Regions from separate parts of the Sus scrofa genome. Here regions 1 and 2 are each linked to region 3. A link is a contact called in public Hi-C and HiChIP or PLAC-seq data. All regions are on one chromosome and are shown on one strand. The core of a region is the stretch at or near the end of the contact, and the rest is flanking DNA. Distances in the headings are between cores, read along the strand shown. Region 1 holds the start of MRC1 (mannose receptor C-type 1). Region 2 overlaps MRC1 (mannose receptor C-type 1). Region 3 holds the start of HACD1 (very-long-chain (3R)-3-hydroxyacyl-CoA dehydratase 1).

Region 1 (4,730 bases), core at 613-3,112, 180 kb before region 3:
AACTGTTCGCCAGCATCTGTTTGAAAACTTTTGGTAACAGGGAACTTACTTAAGCGGAACATTCGGTGACAACACAGCTCTGAGATTTGCACTGGTCTTGGTTTTAATCTTTGAGGTCATGAAGAATATATGAATCCTCTTGCACGAGGCGGTCTTTCCAGGTGAAGACCAAGGCGATGGTCCTCCCACGCCCGCCCGGGGTTAGGCAGTCCCTCCTTACTCCCCGAGGGATGCGCATTGGAGCCAGGACTAAGGTAAGAGATCTCAGGCTCCATCCAGCCTCTTTCCTTGGCACTGTTGCTAAGGAGACTTCTCCTTTACATGCCCACTGTATTGCTCGTATCGGATCATTGGTTTCTACTGGAGGAGGAATTAAAAAAAAGTCACTGCTGGGAGTTCCCGTCGTGGCGCAGTGGTTAATGAATCCGACTAGGAACCATGAGGTTGTAAGTTCAGTCCCTGCCTGGCCTCACTCAGTGGGTTAATGATCCGGCTTTGCCGTGAGCTGTGGTGTAGGTCGCAGACGCCGCTTGGATCCCGAATTGCTGTGGCTGTGGTGTAGGCCGGTGGCTACAGCTCTGATTAGACCCCTAGCCTGGAAACCTCCATATGCCACAGGTGTGGCCCTAAAAAGTGCGCGCGCGCGCACACACACACACACACACACACACACACACACACGAGCTTCTGCGCAGAGGCTTGGTGCAAACCCTTCTCCCTTCGCTCATGTTTTTTTAAAAAAATCTCTACCACTTCATGCTCAGAGCGAGCTGGCCTTTGCTGGGAAGCCTCCACTGTCGGGGGCAGGGAGCACACTCAAATGGAGTTTCTGTTTTATCCATGCCTTCACTGCTGCCTCCACAGCAGTGCCTGGAGGGACAATGGCACAGGCTGGGCACAGACAGTGTTTGCCCATGTAGGTGAAATGAAGGGCAACGGGGAACCACAAATTCCAAAGTTAAAAATCCCTTCTAGCTCATCTCAGAAGAGAACTGGGAATCAAAATGCTTACAGGCTCTCTTCCTGCTATGGGTAAACAGGTGGAGTCTAGAGAGGTAGCAAAGAGAGACTCCAGAATGTCTTTGAACATTTGAAAAGCTCTGGATCTGTGCCTCAGTCTCAGGAATCAATCAGTACAAACAACTCGGAATACAGAGAAGGAACAATTTAGAACACAGATAAGAAGAAACATTCTAGCCCCAAACTCTAGGCGTGATGAAAATGGTTGTTCACAGAGAAAAAAAGAGATGAGTTATGAAAATCTCATGGAAACCCTTTTGGGGGGTGGCCTGGGATCTTGTTCTTAGACCGGCAATGACGAGAGACACCAGCTCTACCCTCCTTTAGGCCAGAAACACTTAGAAGGCACGCGCATTGGGGGTTCGATAGAAATTGAAAATGACATAGCACTGACCACAGAGGAAACCGCTCTGAGAATAAAGCAGGGGAAGGACAGTGGGGACAGAGGAGGAGGAAGCCAGGGTTCTGCAGGGTTCAGGGCAGGCAGCCCCTCTGACCTGAGAAGCAGGTGTTTTTATCCTGGCCAGGGAAGCAAGAGGAATGTTTTTGCAGAGCTGGGGGTTCGGGGAGCTCTGCCACCACCTCACCAGCACGTTGAAAGGACCCATTTAACACTGACCCCAAAGGGATGGGATGCCATAGGCTCCGGGCCCCAAATCCGAAGGCTTCTACCTTAGAGTCAACTTACCCAAGAGCTGCAGGGCAACCGGAAGGAAAGAGAGGAACGCCAGGCACGGGGACAGCCTCATGGCCCGAGCTGGTCCTTTCCTGATGCTGGTGAAGAGAAGGGAGTTGGGGAACCCAGGCGGGGACCTCCTCCCTTCTCAGAACCGCCCTGCTGAAAAGAAGTGAGGAGGAAGCTCTCACTTTTAAAGGGCTTCTGAAATTAGGGAAAACCTCCAATAAGGAGATATCCTGTCACATGAGGGTGGTTGGAAAAACAGGAATTCAAAAGTTACAGCTTTGCTTTGTAAGCTAACTTGGGAGGAGAACAGACGCAGAGGAAGGGGAGAGAGGGCATGTGTGGGAGAGGGATGAGGAAGAGGGGAGGCAGGAGGGGGAAGGGGAGCCATCAGGAGCCCGACTGGCCTGTGGGGACGGGGAGAGGGGACCCAGCACCAGGCCTCGCAGCCCCTCTGGGAGGTGGCTGTGTAGGGGGCAGGCGGGGGGCCATTCATTACCTGGGCTGGAAAACGGAGGTTTCCTCTGGGAAGCAGCTGAAACAGAAGCCCCTTGGCAACGAATGCTCCCCCCGAATGTGATAGAAACAGGCAGGCCTTAAAGGGACTGTTTTATTTATGGTGAAAACGTCTTCAGGGCTGAAACGGATTCTCCCTCCTTCTCTCCCTGTTCAGGGCTTAGAGCCCTTTTTTCTTAGAAAGCTTCCAACCAAACTTCCCATGGAGCTTTGTTCCTTTTAGCCAAAAGAAAAGTAAAATCAAGGCTAACCCAAAGAACAAATCTCAATAATAACAGCAGGGAGAAACTTCTAGAAGTCTTCCTCTGGAGAGTTCTCTAGATGGCCAGAGAAAATAGTGGCGGGGTTTGCAATACAACCTCACTGCCTCAACCACAGCGATCCTCCTCAAACTGGCAATGATCCTCTCGTTAGGAGAAAAATCTGCTCATTTGGTCAAAAAGAGGTATATTCATTATACCGGAGGTGGAACTCTTTCTTTAAAAAAAAAAAAAAAAAACCTGGAAACAGATTTTTTCATTAAGCACCATATTAACCCTACACCTATGTTTTGTTATGTTTCAGAGGCAAAACATGAATCAAGACCATTTTGAAGCAGATTTTGGTAATGCTATAGCCAACGGCCAACTGGAGTTTGGGAAATGTTACCCAATCAAAAAGAAGCTGCTGGAAACATTGTATCTTTTGAAATTTTAAATGAAGACTATTTCTTCAGGTGGAAAGCTCCCCAAGATTCACCGTCTTTGCAATAATGTTATAAACTTTGCTTCCTGAGAAAAATTATATAGTTACCTTACTGGTTTTTTTAAGCATTCTAAAATTAAGAAGATTATTCGGACAGGATGAGAAAGATGGTGAAGCTGTAGGACACAAGAAAAATGTTTCTTTTTTGTTAAGCCAGTGCTTCTCTGACAAAAAATTGGTTACCAAACAGAGTAGATGAAACAAAATGTTTCTTTCTAAAACTTTGCTTCATTGATTTATCATGAGAAAAAAAATATTTAAATGAGCCATTCTTGGTTTTTAAATGTAACTCGATTATATCAACTCAAAAAGTTTGGCCTGGACTTCCCATTGTGGCTCAGCAGGTTAAGGACCCAACATTGTCTCTGTGAGGATGTGGGTTCAATCCCCAGCTTCACTCAGTAGGGTAAGGATCCAGCATTGCTGTGAGCTGCAGTATAGGTTACAGATATAGTTTGGATCCAAGTTGCCGTGGCTGTGGCGTAGGCTGGCAGCTGCAGCTCCCATTCTACCCCTGGCCCAGGAATTTCCATATGCTGCGGGTATAGCTGTAAAAAGGAAAAAAAAAAAAAAAAGTTTTGGCCTAATTTGAATTTATATTAATTTCAGAAGAAAACAAATCTCTTGTAACCTCTCTATACTCACCTCAGGGTTTTTTGTTTTTTGTGGGTTTTTTTTTGGCAGGGCGGCTTTTTAGGTCCACACCCAAGGCATATGGAGGTTCCCAGGCTAGGGGTTGAATGGGAGCTACAGCTGCTGGCCTACACCACAGCCACAGCAATGCAGAATCCAAGCCACATCTGTGACCCACACCACAGTTCATGGCAGCACTAGATCTTTATCCCACTGAGCGAGGCAAGGGATCAAACCCGCAACCTCATGGTTACTAATCAGATTCATTTCTGCTGCACCACAACAGGGAACTCGGACATTCAGGGTTTTTTAAATTACACAAATGTCTCATATGGCCAACCAGGATCAGTGGTAGAATCCATGACTTTGAAACAAAGGGAGGCCAGTTGTCCCACAAACTATTTTTACTCCATGACCTTGAACTTACTGAAACAGAGATTCAGTAGGCTAAAAGAGGAGAGCAAGGCAAAGAAATCCAGCTCTTTGGGGAGTGATAGCACAGAAGAGGGTGGAATAGGAAACCTTAGAAATCCATCATTTCAATGTAACAACTACTGAATGGGCAGAAACTGTCTGGGGTAACGATTTTGGAACTCTAGACTCTAGGAGAAACCCCAGAGCATCTCGTGGAGAACTTGATGCAGAGGCTGGTAAATGTCAGTGAATGCCAGCCTTTCACTTGTGGCTACCATCCTCAATTCTTCCCTCTTTGCAGCAGGTGGCAGACCTATTGGTGCAGCTTGCTGGAGCCAGGGTGAACAATAAGGAACTTGTCCTCCAGATATCAGACTTGTGTGTTCTGAAGGCTGATTACTGTTTTGAATTGTATTCACCACTTCTATTCAACATAGTACTGAAAGTTCCAGCCAGAGTGATTAGGCAAGAAAAAAATAAATCAATAAAGAAAAGCATTCGGATTGGAAAGAAAGAAGTAAAATGACCTCTTTCAACAGACGGCATGATTTTAATGTGGGAAAACCCTAAGGTTTCTACCCAAAAACAAACAAACAAACAAACAAAAAACTGCTAGAGCTAATAAACAAAGGGAAAAAAAGTGAAAGATACAAATTCAAAGCACAAAAATCAGTTGCATTTCTACATACTATAATGAAAAACCTGAAAAAGAAATCGAGAA
Region 2 (4,407 bases), core at 1,138-3,637, 260 kb before region 3:
GGCTGTGCTGTAGGCTAGCAGCTGTAGCTCTGATTCAACCCTTAGCCTGGGAACATACATATGCCACAGGTATGGCCCTAAAAAAGCAAAAAAAAAAAAAAAAAAAAAAAGAACTTCTTTCCACCTTCCTTGAGTAAGGTTTTTGTTTGTTTGTTTTTTGTTTTTTCACTGAGAAAGGAAAGGGGGGGCTATTGATATGGACATCAGGGGGCAAAAAGGAAACACCTACTGTCTTGAGGAGCTGGTGTTGGCTCAGGCTTTGGTGTTTGTCCTGAAAACAAAAGAACATCAGTTATCAGTTGTGCTTGAACTTGTATTTCTACTGAACTTGCTATTACACATCCTTCCAGTTTCACTATTTTCATGGATCAACCTAGCTAAAAACATAAGAGGTTCTCTCTTCCTCTTCCTCCATGACTGGGTTACTTCGCCGTACAACAGAAATTGGCTGTATAGCACTGTAAATCAACTGTACATTAATTTTTTTAAAAACTTAAACAAATTAGGTACAGCAATCCACCAGAAATTTGAAGACGGTTTTTAGGCACAACAAGTAGCATCACATAAAAGAAAGAAGACATGAGTTTTTGGGATCAAAACATCTAGGTTCAAATTTCAGATCTGGGCTTAAATTTCTTACCTTTAATTTTCGCAACTCCAGAAAGGAGTTAATCATATGTGTAAAGAGATGGGGTAAAATATGCGAGTTTTGGGTTATTTAAAAGATGTTCAGTAGATGTTCATTTTACAGTAACACATGTTATAATTAGCTTTTAAATTTTCATTATTTGAAACCATTAAATAGGAGCTATGTATTTATAAAAAAAATATTTTTTCTTTTTTTTCCCTTTTTAGGGCTGCATTGGCAGCACATGGAGTTTCCCAGGCTAGGGGTCCAATCGGAGCTACAGCTGCTGGCCACCACCACAGCCACAGCAACTTGGGATCCAATCTGCGTCTGCAACCTACACCATGGCTCACTGAAACCCACTGAGTGAAGCCAGGGATCGAACCCGCAACCTCATGGTTCCTAGTCGGATTCGTTTCCGATGCACCACAATGGGAACTCCTAAAATATATTTTCTTCCAAAAAGCCCTTATTCGGAGTTCCCATCATGGCTCAGCAGTAACGAACCTGACCACTATCCACGAGGACATGGGTAGGTTCGATCCCTGGCCTCGTTCAGTGAGTTAAGGATCCAGTGTTGCTGTGAGCTGTGGTATAGGTTGAAGATGCGGCTTGGATCCTGAGTTGGCTTTGGCTGTGGTGTAGGCCTAGGAACTTCCATATCTCATGGGTGTGGCCCTAAAATGACAAAAACGACAGCAACAGCAACAACAAAAAACCCTTTATTCGTACTAAATGTATGTTTTATGAAAAGTTAAATGAAATCTTTTTCTTTCCAAGAAATTAATGATATACCTGGACTTTGTTGGGATCTAATAAAAGTTTCCTAGCTTTTGGTTTAATGTGTATCTATGCTAATAGACCTACTAACAATACAACTAGTCCTTGGTAGATAAGAGGGAACATTAAAGAAAAATTGGCCACTATTTATTCCTCCATTCTGACAACTTGTGTCTTTTCTTTTTCTTTTTTTGGGCCACACCCACAGCATATGGAAGTTCCCAGGCTAGGGGTCAAATCCGTGCTGTAACTGGTCCAGCCACAGCCACACAGGATCCAAGCCAAGGCTGTGACCTATACCTCAAGTCACCGCAATGCTGGATCGTTAACCCACTGAGCAAGGCCAAGGATCAAACCCTCGTCCTCATGGGTACCAGTCGGATTCCTTACTGCTGAGCCAGAATGAGAACTTCCATTCTGGCAGCTGTTTTGGAAGCAGGCATCTAAGTAGAAGGAAAATAAGCAGAGAGACACCAGAAGTGCAACAGAGTATCTTTAGCAATAGAGCTAGAAACAGTGGCCAAGGTTCCCTGACAGCAGAGGGCGATAAAGTTCCCTGACAGCAGAGGGCGATGTAGTTCCGTTTATCTGTTTACAAAGGAGGAAGCTGGTGTCTATTTGGGTTCAGGCGTAAGGGTAGGGGGCGTCTGTTCCATTTATCTTAGCAGAAGAAACTGACTCCTCTGCCCTCCATGCATGATTTGGAAATGTGGAACTTTCTTTCTTTGTCTTTTTGGGGCCACACCCGCAGCATATGGATGTTCCCAGGCTAGGCGTGGAACTGGAGCTGCAGCCACCAGCCTATGCCACAGCCACAGCAATGCAGGATCACAGCCACGATTTCAACCTACACCACAGCTCATGGCAACACCGAATCCTTAGCCCATCGAGCGAGGCCAGGGATCAAATCTGCATCCTCATGGATACTAGTCAGGTTCATGAATCACTGAGCCACAACGGGAACTGCAAAATGTGGAAGTTTCTGAGTCATAAACCCTGAATGCTAAGTATGCATTGACCATTGTTGGCCACTGATAACATAGTGAGTCTCCCAGCAATCAGGGGCCACAAAAGGTACCCCGCTCTTTGGTTGACTGTTTCCTAGAGAAATGAGCATTCAGCACATTCAGACTGAGGAGCACATTCACCTGCTGGATGACTACCAGAGGTCGGAGGGTGAAAATCCCCAACAGAAATCACTGGCTCATGACTCTGCTTAGATGGAGCACACCCACCCACTCGCTGGACTCCAGAACCTGCGCTGGGACATGGCTTGTGGGAACTATTTTGGAGGACGTGACTCTTGTCCAGGATTCCCGGGTGGCCTTTTGATCTTCTGTTCCTTTGGAACATTTATCTCTGCTCAGCAACTTCATCCTTATCCTGTGAAATGATGACCCCCTGCCAGTTCCCTGATTTTGTTATTTTGTTTGTGTGGTTCTGCTAACAAGGGGAAGATCCCGGAATCTCCGGAAGGCAGTTCTCCAATCTGAGATGAAGGAGAGGGCGGGTTATCATACCTTTGCGAATCTGGCAAATCCAGTTGTTAAGATGTTCGCAGTTAATATCATTCCAGGACATACCAGCGTCACTTTTCAACTCGCCACAGTATTCAACATTCTGATAATTATTAGGTTCGCCGTAAGCCCAGTTTTCATAGGAAACCTACGTGAGAAACATCACATTACAATCGTGAGCCATTTCTATCAGGCCAACGTCTAGCCAAACACAAAAGGAAAGTTTACATTTTTTAATCACATGTACTCTTTTTCATAATACGTTTGCTTTGAAAACCAGGTTTATGAACACAGCTGGGAAAGAAATAACTAAATAACCTTCGTTACATGGTAACTTGAATAGAGTATGTTATTAATTATTCCAAAATGTTCTTTACTCTTCCTGGGTTTTTTGGTTTGGTTTGGGGTTTTTTTTTGTTTGTTTTTGTTTTTTGTTTTTTGTTTTTGTCTTTTTGCCATTTCTTTGGGCCGCTCCTGCGGCATATTGAGGTTCCCAGGCTAGGGGTCGAATCGGAGCTGTAGCCGCCAGCCTACGCCAGAGCCACAGCAACGCGGGGTCTGAGCCACGTCTACAACCTACACCACAGCTCAAGGCAACGCCGGATCCCCAACCCACTGAGCGAGGCCAGGGATCGAACCCGCAACCTCATGGTTCCTAGTTGGATTCGTTAACCACTGAGCCACGACGGGAACTCCTGGTTTGGTTTTTTGGGTTTTGGTTTTGGCTTTTGGCTTTTGGGTTTTAGGGCCACACCTGTGGCATAAGGAAGTTGCCAGGCTAGGGGTCAAATCAAAGCTGTAGCTGCCAGCCTACACCACAGCTGCAGCAACGGTGAATCCAAGCTGTGTCTGTGACCAACGCAGCAGCTCTCAGCAACACTGATCTTTAACCTATTGAGCAATGCCAGGGATTGAACCTGAATCCTTATGGATACTAGTCAGATTTGTTACTGCTGAATCACAATGGGAATTCCTACTCTTCTTATGAAAGAGAATGAATCCAGGGGCCATGAAAGTGGGATTTGTATACAGGAAAAATCTGGGGGAAAAAGTACCACTTCTCATTGCTGGGAGTTTCTAACTGTGTAACTCCTTCCTAAAGGGAACTATTTCACAGTGATGCTGGAAACGTTTTTTTCATTGGAGTGGTAGGATGAAGAAACATAATTAGGGAGTTCCCACTATGGCTCAGCAGGTTAAGAACCCGACATAGTGTCCATGAGGATGCAGGTTTGATCCCTGGCCTCGCTCTGCAGGCTATGATCGGCTTTGATGCAAGCTGTGGCACAGGCCACAGATGTGACTCAGATCCAGCGTTGCTGTGGCTGTGGTGTAGGCCTGCAGCTGCAGCTCCAATTCAACCCCTAGCCCAGGAACTTCCATATGCCACAGGTGCGACCATAAAAAGAAAAAAAAAAAAAAAGAAATATAATTGGGTCTTTTTATGAAAGACAAAGACTTAAGAAAAGTGTCAACATAGCT
Region 3 (4,416 bases), core at 1,561-4,060:
CTTGCTCAGTGGATTAACGATCCGGCGTTGCCGTGAGCCGTGGTGTAGGTCGCAGACGAGGCTTGGATCCCGCGTTGCTGTGGCTCTGGTGTAGGCTGGTGGCTACAGCTCCGATTAGACCCCTAGCCTGGGAATCTCCATATGCTGTGGGAGCGGCCCAAGAAATAGCAAAGAGACAAAAAAAAAAAAAAGTTTTATTGAAGTAGAGTTGATTTACAATGTTCTGATAATTTCTGCTGTACAACGAAGTGATTCAGTCATACATGGACACACATCCATTCTCTTTCAGCTTCTTTTCTCACAAAGATTATCACAAAATATTAGGTGGACTTCCCCATGCTCTCCAACAGGTCCCTGTTGGCCAGTCATTCCACATACTTCACTGTGTAATATTTTTTGGCCACCACTTGGCAGATGGAGTTCCAAGGCCAGGAATTAAATCTGAGTCTCAGTTTCGACCTATGCAGGATTCTTTAAACCACTGTGCTAAGCTGGGGATTGAACCTGCGTCTTGGCTCTGCAGAGATGCCACCAATCCTGTTGTGTCACAGTGGGAATTCCTATTTCCCTTTTTTAATGGTGTCTTTGGGATAATAGAACATTTTGATGAAGTCCCATCTGTCTTTTATGATTAATGCTTTTTTTCCCCCTCATTGTATCTAAGAAATCTTTGCCTTCCCCAAGATCACAAAGATTCTGTTTTCTTCTACAAGTTTTCAAGTTTTAGCATTTATGTTTAGGTTTATGATCCATATCAATTCAACACTCGTCTGTGAGGCAAGGGTCAAGGTCTTTTTTTTCTTCTAATGTGGACATCCAGTTGTTTCAGCACCTTATTAAAAAGGCTTACCTCTGCATCTTTGTTGACCATCCGTTGACCATACGTACGGAGATCTGGACTCTCTTCATTGGTCCGTATGTCTGTCCTTGCGCCTACCACATTGTCTTGTAAACTGCAGTTTTATACAAAGTCTTGAAAACAGGTATGTATGTATGTATTCCAACTTTGTTCTTCCTATACATTTCTGTAAATATTTAAGAGTTATCTTGTCAAATTAAAAAATATTCTGCTGGGATTTGAGGAAAATTTAGTTTAATAATTTGGGACTTCCAGTTCATGAACATGGAATAGCTATTTATTTAGGTCTTTACTTTCCCTTGATGGTGATTTATAGTGTTTAGCGCACAAGTCTTGCACATGTTTTGTTAAATTTATCCCTCTATATTTCATGTTTTGGGATCCCGATAAGCATTAGATAGTTTTACATTAAATTCCTACCTTTTCTACAGCATATAAAAGGATTGATTTTTGTTACACTGATCTTGTATCCTGCAACGAGTTCCAGCAGCTTTTCTATGGATTCCTTAGGCTTCTCTAAGAATACAACGTTGTCACTTGCAAATAGTTTTACTGATTTCCCAGCGTGAATGCCTTTAAAAACAGGTCATAGTTTTCATCAAATTTGAACAATTTGCAGCCAGTATTTTTTCCCAGCCACATCTCAGACTTCCCCTCCCCTATTGGAATGTCTTCCGGTCTTCCTCAAAATTATCTAAGATCCCCGGATGGGGCTGGTAGTGCAGCCTAGGGGAGGTGCCCAGAGCCAGGTGCACCAAGTACAACTTTCTTCCTTTTGCTGTGCTCTGGACCCTCTCATTCACCTGGAGATGACTCTCCACACAGAGGAGCTTCCTGGACTCAGGTCCCTGTGGTCTTTGGTTGTGGTCCCTGGCCCCAGGCCAGGCTCAGGTTCCAGGACAACCCAAGAAGCTGATCGCTTCCCTGGCCTGGTGCAGACTTTCCTTCACTGAATCAACGGAGATCCGAGTTGCCACAATCGTGCTAACACACTGATTTGCAGGTGACTCAAACGGTTCCAGGCCTGGAAGTGCTTAAATCTCACAACCCCATGAGGCCGGTTTTTAAATGATCCCGGTAGAGGAAATTGAGGCATAAGAGCGATTTAGTTGCCCGAGCTCAGGCAGCTACTAAGACTGGTGGAGCTTGGAATTTAGGGTTTGAATTTCAGTAATCTGACTCCAGAGCCTGCCTTCTTAACTGTGTGCTTTAAGGGGAAAGAGAAAAGAGCTCTTAGGAAAAGGCATGTATGTTTGGAGGAAGATTGTAGGAAAAAAAAAAAAAAAAGAGAGAGAGCGAGAGAATGGATAACAGTGGGATATCACGTTTCCTGCAAGAAAGCGTCTTCTTAGCCTTATATCTGTCGATTGTCTTTACCTGTTCAAACTTTCCTCCTTCGGTGTCTCGTCATGTCCTGTTTCCTCCAGCTTCCCTCTTATCCGCCCACCCCCCAATCCCGCGCTGCCTAGCACTCAATGCCCTTAGAACACTGGCTCCAGTGCAATCCACGCAGGTGGGACAATTTGATTGCGGGCCCCTCGTCCCCATACATGCCCTACAGGCAGGGAAAATGGTGAAGTGGGCGCTTCTTCCCCAGAACCTCTTAAGAAAGAGTCTTTGGCGGGAAGCTACCACCGTCCCTCTCCACAAACAATCTCTGCAAAGCCTGGGCGGGGCCCGGTCAAGTCCAGGTGTATTTCCACTAAATGCACTAGCAGGGCCCCCGTCGCCAGTGTCGAGAAGCCCCGATGTGTCTAACAGTGGGTTCCGCAGGCTAGCAAGGCGGAGGTTTTCCCGAAAGCGGAAACGGCACTGCAGCCTCCAGATCATACCTAAGGGCTCGCGCCCCCGCGCCCAGGCCCGGCGGCCCGGTCCCCACGCGACGCGCGCTCCCGCAGGCCGTGGGCAGGACCGGGGGCGGAGTGGGCAGGACCCGGGACGGGGGGTCGGGAGGGGCGGGGCGGTGGCCGGGGGCGCCCGCCCCTCCCACTGCGGGCGGCCGGGCTGGCGGCACTGAGCCCCCTGCGCGCGGCACATGGGGCGCCTGACAGAGGCGGCGGCAGCGGGCGGCGGCGCTTCAGAGGCGCGCTCGGCCGGGCCCCCTCCCACTCCCCTGCCCCTGTCGTCCACCTCCCCCGGGTGCGCGGCCACCATGGCGTCCAGCGAGGAGGACGGCGCCAACGGCGGCTCCTCCGAGGCCGGCGAGGAGAGGGAGGCCGCGGGCAAGAGGAGGCGCCTGGGCTTGTTGGCCACCACCTGGCTCACCTTCTACAACATCGCTATGACCGCGGGGTACGTGCGCCCCGAAGGGCCCTCCCCGCGCCGCTGCCCCCCGACATTCCGCGCTCCGGCCGCCGGCGGGGCGGCGTGGGGCGCTGGGCTCCCTGGAGGGGTCGCCTAGCGGGCCGGGGGCGCCTGTGCGCGTGCGTCCAGGGCGGCCGGGTGGTCGCGGTGTAGGAACGGGGAGCGGGTGGCGGCCGTGGGGGAGGGGCGCTGTCGCCTACGCCGCCACCGTCGCCGGGCTTGAATGGAGCGGAGCGGGGCGCGCGGGGGGCGGCGGGGGGGGCCGGGGCCCTGCTTCCCGGGCATTGCCTAATACGGTGCACGGTGTGGCGCGGCGGCCGCGGGGCGCGGGCCGGAGGTTAAGTATAGACCCGGGCAGGAATGCGGGGCCGACTCGCGGGGGAGGCGGCTCGGGCCCGGCCACACCGGGCGCCGCCGCTGCTGCAGCTCCTGGTGCACAAACGCCGGGTCCCGCCACCCCGGAGCCCAAAGCTGCCCGGCCGGTGGCCCAAACCCGCTTCCTCGGCCCCTGGCCTCTGGAGTGAATTTCCTTGTGCTCCCGATCTCTGGGCAGAGTGTTCCTAAAGGTTCATATCATCGCATTTTTTTTTTTTTTAAGTAATAGTGAGCCCGACAGCTTCTTACTTGGGTCGATTTTCAAAAACCCTACCTTATCGGAGCATGGCACTTGTGTCCAGCATCTTGAGGGCTCCATGACAGATAGGCTGTACTTTTATTTCTGGCTTTGAGTGTGACTTACAAGTTAAGGTTACACAATGACTATCACTGCAAAGAGCTCTCACAGTGGCTTGGGTCCACCGCTTTTCAAAACCTGCTTGGGAAAATGCTTTCCGGTGTCTAAATGGCATTGCCGTTTAAAAAAGTTATTTTCCTGTTGTCTCATGAAATTATTATTAACTTGTATAAATGTGGGGGAAGTTAAACTTCTCTAGGGCTTGTAGAAAAAGGTGATTGACAAAGATTTAGTAAATGATTTGACACAGCACTGAATACCTATTTTGTGCTTCATATTAATTATAGTTGGTTAAAAATATTAACATTTATTGGAAATTCTGTGTGCCAGGCACAGGGTCTGTTACTTGAAACGTAAGGGACATTTTTGACCCTCTCCAAACCTCTGAGGGCTGCAGGATATTACAGTTAGTAGAATGGGAAACTGAGGCACAAACACGCTAAGTAGCTTGCTCAAGTTCACACAACCGCAAGAGTGAGACTTGGATTTCAGCGCAGACAGACTGACTCTGGAGCCATAC

Evidence for each region. Hi-C and Micro-C count contacts between places; a contact is called where the count stands out from the background. HiChIP or PLAC-seq counts read pairs in DNA pulled down with a chosen protein or histone mark.
Region 1: an H3K27ac HiChIP or PLAC-seq map of alveolar macrophages shows a contact between it and region 3. The contact joins the promoter of MRC1 here to the promoter of HACD1 in region 3. A contact is called at or near these places in 1 of 47 Hi-C or Micro-C datasets (embryonic fibroblasts) and 1 of 2 datasets of contacts at active chromatin or transcription factors (alveolar macrophages).
Region 2: a contact with region 3 is called in a Hi-C map of alveolar macrophages, with 6 times the contacts expected there. The contact joins the enhancer-like site here to the promoter of HACD1 in region 3. A contact is called at or near these places in 3 of 5 promoter capture datasets (fetal liver, fetal skeletal muscle and liver), 25 of 47 Hi-C or Micro-C datasets (adipose tissue, alveolar macrophages, blood and 14 more) and 2 of 2 datasets of contacts at active chromatin or transcription factors (alveolar macrophages and skeletal muscle).

Annotation. Positions count from the first base shown.
Region 1 is chr10:44,105,058-44,109,787 of Sscrofa11.1, reverse strand. MRC1 (mannose receptor C-type 1) reads right to left here and starts at 1,862. Exons shown (of 30, transcript NM_001255969.1): 1 at 1,709-1,862. The coding sequence starts at 1,769.
Region 2 is chr10:44,183,256-44,187,662 of Sscrofa11.1, reverse strand. MRC1 (mannose receptor C-type 1) reads right to left here. Exons shown (of 30, transcript NM_001255969.1): 15 at 2,929-3,073; 16 at 230-271. Among named protein-coding and RNA genes, the nearest start is that of SLC39A12, 54 kb to the left of the region's middle. Within about 2 kb of position 2,387, at least 4 of the 83 cell types and tissues checked have an H3K27ac peak or open chromatin away from gene starts, as enhancers often do. A contact at or near this core is called in adipose tissue and alveolar macrophages, where this site is marked.
Region 3 is chr10:43,927,835-43,932,250 of Sscrofa11.1, reverse strand. It overlaps HACD1 (very-long-chain (3R)-3-hydroxyacyl-CoA dehydratase 1), which reads left to right and starts at 2,810. Exons shown (of 7, transcript XM_013980233.2): 1 at 2,810-3,151. The coding sequence starts at 2,895.